Regions from separate parts of the Zea mays genome. Here all the other regions are linked to region 3. Evidence: chromatin contacts called from public Hi-C and HiChIP or PLAC-seq data. All regions are on one chromosome and are shown on one strand. Each heading gives the region's core, a stretch centred on a gene start, on an enhancer-like site or on the middle of the called end of the contact. The rest is flanking DNA. Distances are from core to core; before and after follow the strand shown. Region 1 holds the start of LOC100283785 (Serine/threonine-protein phosphatase 2A 65 kDa regulatory subunit A). Region 2 holds the start of LOC103638685 (ethylene-responsive transcription factor WIN1). Region 3 holds the start of LOC100284691.

Region 1 (2,977 bases), core at 468-2,967, 390 kb before region 3:
GCTAAATGATTATTTTAAACCATGCTCCCAATACTATAAAACAATAAATAAAAATTGTTGATGACATTTGACGATGTAAATAGGTAGCATCATAATTTTATGATGAGCATAGGAAATTATATTAAAAGCTAGTAAAATGGCAAACAAACAGATTTTCAAAATAAAAAACACAATAGTCTAGATAATCTTGTGAACTTGTTCAAAGTAAAACACAATAGTCTAGATGATCATGTGGAAGTGGGTCACTTCCAATAAAAAAAGATAGACCCAATGCCAGACAGAGGCTCCCACGTGAGTGGGGTCTGGGGAAAAGATAAACCGAGGCAAGCCTTCCCCCCGCAAATGTGGAGGGGCTGCTTCGAACCCGCGGCCTAGAAAATGTGGAGAGACCACCTCCAATACATATCGTAAATTTGATGATGACTCCAATAACTTGTTAAATGAGAATGTAGAGTTATAAATTCATAAATATATTCAATAAGTTTCTGCATAGTGTTATGAAGCACCGGTAATGATTATAGAATAAGAGAACGTTTGACAGAACTACAGAAGTAAAAGAAAAACAAACTTCTGTGTATTTCTAATAAGATAGATGCATGTATAACCACATATTTAGCTTAAATTGGTGTGGATACTTCTTTTTCTGTCAGAGTAAATAAGAAAACATTGAAACCTATAGCACAATAAAAGTAGTGCTCATACCTTTACGACATGGGCAAACCAGTCCACAATATCATTTTCCTTCATCTGTGCTCCTATCTGACAAAGTGATTCCACAGCCTTGTCTCTGACGCAGGTCTCCTCCACAGTACACAATGTTTCCAGTGGTGGAAGCAAAACATGTGCATGCTCTACTCCTCCAACATAAGGAATAAAAACGCCCAACTCTTCTGCCATTGCAAGAAGCACCTCATCTTCATCATCGTTGTTTTCACTAAGGAATGGAATCAGCTCTTTCCTTGTTCTTTCTTCACCCAATGCCCGGGCAATTGTAGAAAGCTTTTTGATGGAGTTAAGGCGCAACTGAATATCTTCATTTTTCAGTTCATCAATCAGTACAGCAATCGGGTAGAGAGGTTCATCAATCATAGCCATTATTATGTTTGGCTATAGATTTTTTCCCAGCTGTAAAATACACCAACAGGGATGAAATAAGTTAGCGTTCATAAACTTAACACAATATTATGAAAGCCAAAATCTTATCAACCATTGACTACAGGACGCCAAATTAGGTCAGCGAGTTTTTAGCTCCTAACAGGGGCGGACACAGCAAAGGGGCATGAGCGTACACATGTACACCCGATAATTTTTCAAAAGGGTTCCAGGTTAGGAACCAACAAATAGCCAAATAGCTTTAGATTAGGGTTTGGGTGCTCGGCTTCGCACGGCAGGAAGTGAAGAAAAGGGATGAGAATACCTGGTGGGTGCTCGTCGCCGGCGAAGAGATCAACGAAGACCTCGGCACCTGGCGTAAGGCGGCGCCAGCGCCGGCGGCCCACTAGTCGTCGTAGAGCGAGGGGGCGAGAGGTGCGCGAGTGAACTGTGCGCGGCAGGGGAATACGGCGAGCGACGGTACGCGATTGAACGTTAGGGGAATGCGGGGGACTGCCGTTCGGGCCGGGGGAAGCTCACACGGCCACACGGGGCCTTCTCCTGAGCCGCATTTGGCTATTCCCTTTTTTTGTTCTTTTTCTTTCACTCTCCTTTTTATTTGTTTGACTCAATTTTATATCATCCTCTCATATCAATGCTGACAACTAAAATATTAGTTTTAAATAACAGAAAATAGTGTTTATATTATTATTATTATTACAGTGTAAATAAGCGGATAGAATTTTCTACATTCTGTAGTAAGATAAGTGTTAGCGACTTTTTGGTAAAACATCAACCATCCCTAGATCTCGATTCCGGGGAGTCGAGACCTTGGCGAGCTCCCTACGAGATGCTAGACGGTCTGCGATAGGTCAACAGACCGTCCGCATGTAGATCACCGTAGAGCAGATAAATAAGATCTTCTCTGGGTGCGTGGACTGTTTGTTTGTAGGCGACGGACTGTCCATAATGGTGCAGAGGGCTTCGTGTAGAAGCTAGATCTCGCATCCCAGAAGGAACCTTGTGGGAAGATAGATCATAGGGTTGCTTCATGATCAACAGGCTAAAACGCTCTAGATGTTGGGCAAGTGGTCCATTTGATATAAGTTATAACTCTATTTTATAAAGATGGTTTGGGATTGCATCTCTTTGGGCCATGGGTATCCGGTCAATATATTAAAATGTATAAAATTGTGGTGTACCTAGCCTGAATAGGCAAATGGATCAGGCATGGAATATGGATTCACTGTCGTACTACACTACACTTGAGCAGAACAACACATCAGCGATGAGTAGTGAAAGTCGCCTAGAGGGGGGGTGAATAGGGCGAAACTGAAATTCTCAAAAATAATCACAACTACAAGTCGGGTTAGCGTTAGAAATATAATAGAGTCCGAGAGAGAGGGTGCAAAACAAATCGCAAGCAAATAATGAAGTGAGACACGCGGATTTGTTTTACCGAGGTTCGGTTCTCGCAAACCTACTCCCCGTTGAGGAGGCCACAAAGGTCGGGTCTCTTTCAACCCTTCCTCTCTCAAACGGTCCCTCGGACTGAGTGAGCTTCTCTTCTCAAATCACTTGGGAATCAAAACTTCCCGCAAGGACCACCACACACTTGGTGTCTCTTGCCTCAATTACAAGTGAGTGTTTGATCACAAGAAAGAATGTCAAAGAAAAGAAGCGATCCAAGTGCAAGAGCTCAAATGAACACTACAAATCACTCTCACTAGTCACTAAGGCTTTGTGTGGAGTTGGGAGAGGATTTGATCTCTTTTGGTGTGCTTTGCAATGAATGCTAGCTCTTGTATAGTGGTTGGAAGCTGGAAAACTTGAATCACTTGAATGTGGGGTGGTTGGGGGTATTTATAGCCCCAACCACCAAACT
Region 2 (2,847 bases), core at 46-2,545, 290 kb before region 3:
TCTTAAGCATCCAGTGGCTAAGGGTCACGCAAGTTTATGTAAGATCTAACACCACCCCCGTAAGGTCATTTTCAATGTCAGTTTCATAGAGGTTTCATTGTCATTAAGGCCTTTTTTGTCTAGGAATGCACCCAGAAATCGTTCTTATTGATCAAAGCTTATATAAATGAGACAAGCAATCCGGCTAGGAACCGTTCCAAGCATTGGTCACATGCTAACCAAACGGGCACTAAATGTTGTGTCATGTCAGCAATTGAGATGATGTGGCAAGCAATTAACGAAGAAACATATGAAATGGGTTTTATGGAGATGAAACCATGTCTACACTATTGCTTAGACATATTGTCTTGTCTTTTCATGTTACCTATGAAACCTTGCTCAATTAAACTCTTCACTGTGAGAGACGTACTGTTTCAACCATGATTTCATTTGTTTCTTGATTATGTTACATCTTGAAAACACAAATTTGAAATCTACCACTGTGGAATGGCTTGGCCTCAACCTTACCTGCCGAGTGATGCGCGTACGTACGGAGACAGACGGAGTGAGCAGCTAGCATGCAGCGTTACTGTAGCAAAAGGTTCCGTCCTGCAAGGAGCTGAGGAAGGAAGGAACACGTATCCAACTGGGCGATCATTGGGCGTGGACAAGACAAGGGCCGGGGCAGCGAGGACCGCCATTATTGATGCTGCCGCTCTGCCTTTTTACGGGGCTTCTGTTGCCATGGATGGATGGATGATTGGCGGATTGATTGATGGATTGGTTGCCCCTCGACCCTCGTGGGGTGTGGATGCATGGATGGATTGGATGCCGCAGTTATTGCCCGGCCAAACACAGCTGCTCGGCAGCGTCAGTGCAGTGTCGTCGTCCCCATGGACATGCATGCATGAGTGAAGCAAGCAATCCTCCATTGCCAGCGTGTGTATGTGTACTGACGGGAGCTGTGGATCAACAAGAGTCTTCCAGGCTAACTGCTCGATCCCTTCACCATACGTCCATACCATTGACATGGTCTCTTCCGCTCAACTGCTTCCGACCTCTGCCCATCAAAACGACCATCTCATGATGTGTGCCTTCTCCCATTGCTAATTTGATCAGCGGGTTTTAGTGCGATCTTGCATGCAAAGCACCGGGCCTCAGGCTCCCCTCCATAAATGAGAGGAGTACTGGCAGGGCAGCAGCAGCAGCGAGGCTGGGTGGTTATGCCACCCGCCACCACACTGCAGTTCACCGACAGCGCGACCCAGCCACAAGCCCAACCCACGACAGGACACTAGGACAGGCAAGGCAAGGGCTTCGGAGTCCAGGCCACCTAGCTCTGACACAAGTGTTCCTGCTGAAAGGAAAGGTCACCCTGACAGAACAGCAACTTGGACGCAGCGCAGCCGTGGCACTGCACGCGCACGCACAGCACAACACAACACACAGCCGGCCGGGGGCGTCGTCGCTGTATCTAACCGCATTAACGCTGCCCTGCGGACGCAAGTACAGTGCGGGGGTAGCGCTAAAATATTCACCGGAATGGAAGGGAAAGAGGGCCGGCCGGCCGGCATCTACACATACCCACCCCCACTCCCTGATCCGGAGGCACTCACTCACTCGCATCACTGACTGACTGGACTGCTGCTCACTCCTTCCTTCCTTCCCCTGGCAGAGAATCTGCAGTGCTTGCCGGCCGGCCCGTCCCTGCCCTGCAGAGCGCGGGGATCTGCAGGCATCATGGTGCAATCAAAGAAGAAGTTCCGCGGCGTCAGGCAGCGCCACTGGGGCTCCTGGGTCTCCGAGATCAGGCACCCGCTGCTGTAAGAAACTGGTGGCCCCCCATGCTAGATCTTCTTCCCTCAGCTCTACTAGCTAGCCACGCTGCTCTCTAGTAGTAGTAGTAGATGCCTCGGTCTTTCTCTTTCGCCATGCGTTCTGACGATGGCGGCGTGGTGGGCATGCATGCTTGAATCGAATATGCAGTAAGAGGAGGGTGTGGCTGGGCACCTTCGAGACGGCAGAGGAGGCGGCGCGGGCGTACGACGAGGCCGCCGTCCTCATGAGCGGCCGCAACGCCAAGACCAACTTCCCCGTGCCAAGGAGCGGCACCGGGGAGCTGCTGGCCCCTGCAGTGCCGGCCGCACGGGAGGCGCGTGGTGGCGGCGGCGGCGGCACCAGCCTGTCGCAGATCCTCAGCGCCAAGCTCCGCAGGTGCTGCAAGACGCCGTCGCCGTCGCTCACCTGCCTCCGCCTCGACCCGGAGAAGTCCCACATTGGCGTCTGGCAGAAGCGCGCCGGCGCGCGCGCCGACTCCAGCTGGGTCATGACCGTCGAGCTCAGCAAGGACGCGCCGCCGCCGCCGTCCTCCGGCGAGGAGCCCGCGCCCAGCTACGGCGGCGCGGCCACCACGCCCACGTCGTCCACTGTCACGGCCGGGTCGCCTCCACCTGAGATGATGGATGACGAGGAGAGTGTTGCGCTGCAGATGATCGAGGAGCTGCTGGGATCACATGGGATGATGCTCCAGGGTGCAGCAGGCAGCCTCGTCATCTGAAGGAAACCGCATGGTTCTACAAGCTATTATGATATGATCAGGACATCATCATCAGGTCACTGTCCCAGATCAGACCAAGCAGTTAAGATTGCATCATATATATATAATATATATAGGTACACCTCTATTACTACATCAAGCTTAGGAAAAAACCATATAGTAAGATGAATCACTACTGTGTGAAGCTCTGTAATTATATATATTAAAGGCTTTTACTTGTATAAGCATATGCAGACCCACAGTCATGGTAGTCACACTGTAATACCACCCCTTTATTTGTTATGTATCAACAATATAATATCAGGCTATAT
Region 3 (3,011 bases), core at 362-2,861:
ACACGACAAATCACTCTCTCTAATCACTAAAGCTTTGAGTGGAGTTGGGAGAGGATTTGATCTCTTTGGTGTGTCTTGTATTGAATGCTAGCTCTTGTAAGGTGTAGAAGAGTGGAAAACTTGGACGCCATTGAATGTGGGGTGGTTGGGGTATTTATAGCCCCAACCACCAAAAATGGCCGTTGGAAGGCTGCAGTCGCATGGCGCACCGGACAGTCCGGTGCGCCACCGGACACTGTCCGGTGCGCCAGCCACGTCAGCAGACCGTTGGAGTTCGACCGTTGGAGCTCTGACTTGTGGGGCCTCTGGGCTGTCCGGTGGTGCACCGGACAGGTCCTGTAGACTGTCCGGTGCGCCTTCTCGCGCGTGCCTGACTTCTGCGCGCTCTGGCGCGCATTAAATGCTGTAGTAGGTGACTGTTGGCGCGGAAGGAGCCGTTGCTCCGCTGGCACACCGGACAGTCCGGTGTGCACCGGACACTGTCCGGTGACTCACCGGACAGTGCGGTGAATTATAGCGGAGCGCCCTCTGATTTTCCCGAAGGTGACAAGTTCAAGCTAAAGTGCCCTGGTGCACCGGACACTGTCCGGTGGCACACCGGACAGTGCGGTGCGCCAGACCAGAGTGCCTTTCGGATTGTCCTTTGCTCTCTTGTTTGAACCCTTTTCTTGGTCTTTTTATTGGCTTATTGTGAACCTTTGGCACCTGAAGAACTTATAGACTAGAGCAAACTAGTTAGTCCAATTATTTTTGTTGGGCAATTCAACCACCAAAATCAATTAGAAAATAGGTGTAAGTCTAATTCTCTTTCAGAGCACCGATGTCCTCAGACGCTGCTGGTGCCTCAATCAACGAGTGGTCAACATCTTCAATGGTGAGGTACCAATATGCATCTGACGTAGTGTGTAGTAATGAATAATTTATGGGACACGAGGAGGGCAAGGAAGCTTGAACTAGGAAAGAACCGTGGTTGTCGTCGTCGGTTCCCGTGGAGTCTCCATATTCGACGGGGATGATCAGAGCCAGTGACGGCGTCGACGCTCATGGCGGGGTCTCCATTGTTGAGGCCGGTGAATCGAGCGCCATCAGGAGCAAGACCGGGAGCTGGTTCCACAACTCGATCCGTTCCGAGAAACGAGACAGGTAGATAAATTGCCGTAACACCGTACAAGAAGCATTCCACTAGAAGAGGGATCAAACCAGTTTGGGTATTAACTAAGGCAGAACTTAGGCCCCGTTTGGTTAGAGGGACTAATCTTTAGTTCCTGTTTTTAGTCTCGTTTAGTCTCTATTTTACCAAACGGAAGGACTAAAGTAGTGACTAATTGACTTTAGTCTCTAGTCCTTCATATGTGTACTAAAAGGGATTAAAGGACAACATTTACTCTAATTATCCTTTCTAGAAAACTGGTGTCAAACAAAAAATGGGCATTTTAGTCTTTATGTGTTATATTTAATGTATTTAGAATCTATTTAGTCCCTACAACCAAGCAGGGTAGAGATTAAAATTTAGTTGCTGGACTAAACTTTAGTCCTAGTACTAATGGAACCCAACAGAGCCTTATTATAATAATGTTGTGGATAGCATTTTTTAAAGACTGGTCATACATTCGTTCCAAAAAGCTCTCCTCTTCCGGTCTTCCCCCCTTCTGCAGCTGTGCTCCCCTGCCCCGCGGCGCCGCCGCCAGCCTCTCGTGCGCCATGCCACCGCGAAAGCGCCCGGCGCTGCCGCCGGATGAGCCCTCCCCTTCCTCGAAGCATCAACCTGAAGCACATCCGTCCGAACCCTCCAAACCCTCACCCGATTCCGAGCAGCCGATCATCTCGGCGGCGATCCTCGCCCAACTGCCCCCCCAGGAGCGCCTGGCGTACAAGCTCATCTTCGAGGCGGGCAACAAGGGCATGTGGATGCTGGATATCCGCAAGAAGTTGTTGATGGGCCCCAACATCGCCACCAAGGTCGTGCGTACCCTCGTGACGCGGCGGCTCCTCAAGGAGGTCAGCGATGTGCGCCACCGTAGCAGGAAGATCTTCATGGCCACCGACTTCCAGCCCTCTGCCGAGATCACCGGCGGCACCTGGTACCACGACGGCCGCCTGGACACTGACGCCGTAACCACTGCGCGCCGCTGCTGCCAGGCGCAGGTCGAGAGGCTCGGCGCCGCCACCGTGCAGATGATCCACCACGGTATTCTGAAGGACGATCCCAGGGCCGGGTACACTATCGACAAGATCAGGGATATCATCAAGACCATGGTTCTCGACAAGGTCCTCGAGGAGGTCAAGAGCACCGGCACGGGGGAGTTCAGGGATGTCAGGGCCGGCACAATGTGCTATCGGCTGGTGACTGGGGCTCCGCAGGGAGGGATGATGGAGGGAATTCCTTGTGGGGTTTGCCCCAGGATTGATGAGTGCTCGCCGGAGGGGATAATCTCACCGAGCACGTGCGTTTACTACAAGAAGTGGCTGCAGATGGACTTCTAGGCGGTTAGCCGTCTTCTGCTGTACCTGTATATGTGTATATGATGGAGTGTTGGAGTCCATTGGAGAACTCAGTTTCATATTGACCAATTGGGGCTGTTGGATCACACGCTAGGCTGGATTCAAATGTTCAATTGGAACCTCTGAAAGGATAGTCATAGAAGCGCAGTTTCAGATTCTGGTACTCATATTAAGAATCATCTCTGTATTTATTTCTACTCAGTCCTTTTAGCTTGTCATAATCTTCCATTTGTATCTATTTCATCAAGTTTGGATGTCTGTACTCACTACTCAGTATCATATCAACATCATTAATATTTAGGTAGATCGGCAAAATCCCGCTCTTGTGCTGAAGTTATATATTGACATTGAGCATGTGAACCCAAAGTGTTCCTGTTTGACATCCAAAGGACCAACAAAGGTGCACCTTCTATTCAACTTTGTAGGACCACTAAACTTAAACTAGCAGAACTTAGATTGTGAAATACAGTACAATATTCTGTTTGGCCAATTTTTGAAAACCCCAATGG

Evidence for each region. Hi-C and Micro-C count contacts between places; a contact is called where the count stands out from the background. HiChIP or PLAC-seq counts read pairs in DNA pulled down with a chosen protein or histone mark.
Region 1: a contact with region 3 is called in a Hi-C map of ear, with 2.6 times the contacts expected there. The contact joins the promoter of LOC100283785 here to the promoter of LOC100284691 in region 3. A contact is called at or near these places in 2 of 25 Hi-C or Micro-C datasets (ear and tassel).
Region 2: an H3K4me3 HiChIP or PLAC-seq map of leaf shows a contact between it and region 3, with 2.7 times the contacts expected there. The contact joins the promoter of LOC103638685 here to the promoter of LOC100284691 in region 3. A contact is called at or near these places in 3 of 25 Hi-C or Micro-C datasets (bundle sheath, ear and leaf) and 1 of 3 datasets of contacts at active chromatin or transcription factors (leaf).

Annotation. Positions count from the first base shown.
Region 1 is chr9:94,927,587-94,930,563 of Zm-B73-REFERENCE-NAM-5.0, reverse strand. LOC100283785 (Serine/threonine-protein phosphatase 2A 65 kDa regulatory subunit A) reads right to left here and starts at 1,717. Exons shown (of 13, transcript NM_001412582.1): 1 at 1,418-1,717; 2 at 703-1,125. The coding sequence starts at 1,095.
Region 2 is chr9:94,824,417-94,827,263 of Zm-B73-REFERENCE-NAM-5.0, reverse strand. It overlaps LOC103638685 (ethylene-responsive transcription factor WIN1), which reads left to right and starts at 1,295. Exons shown (of 2, transcript XM_008661526.4): 1 at 1,295-1,802; 2 at 1,966-2,847. The coding sequence starts at 1,720. The coding sequence ends at 2,536.
Region 3 is chr9:94,537,189-94,540,199 of Zm-B73-REFERENCE-NAM-5.0, reverse strand. It overlaps LOC100284691, which reads left to right and starts at 1,611. Exons shown (of 1, transcript NM_001366702.1): 1 at 1,611-2,881. The coding sequence starts at 1,702. The coding sequence ends at 2,484.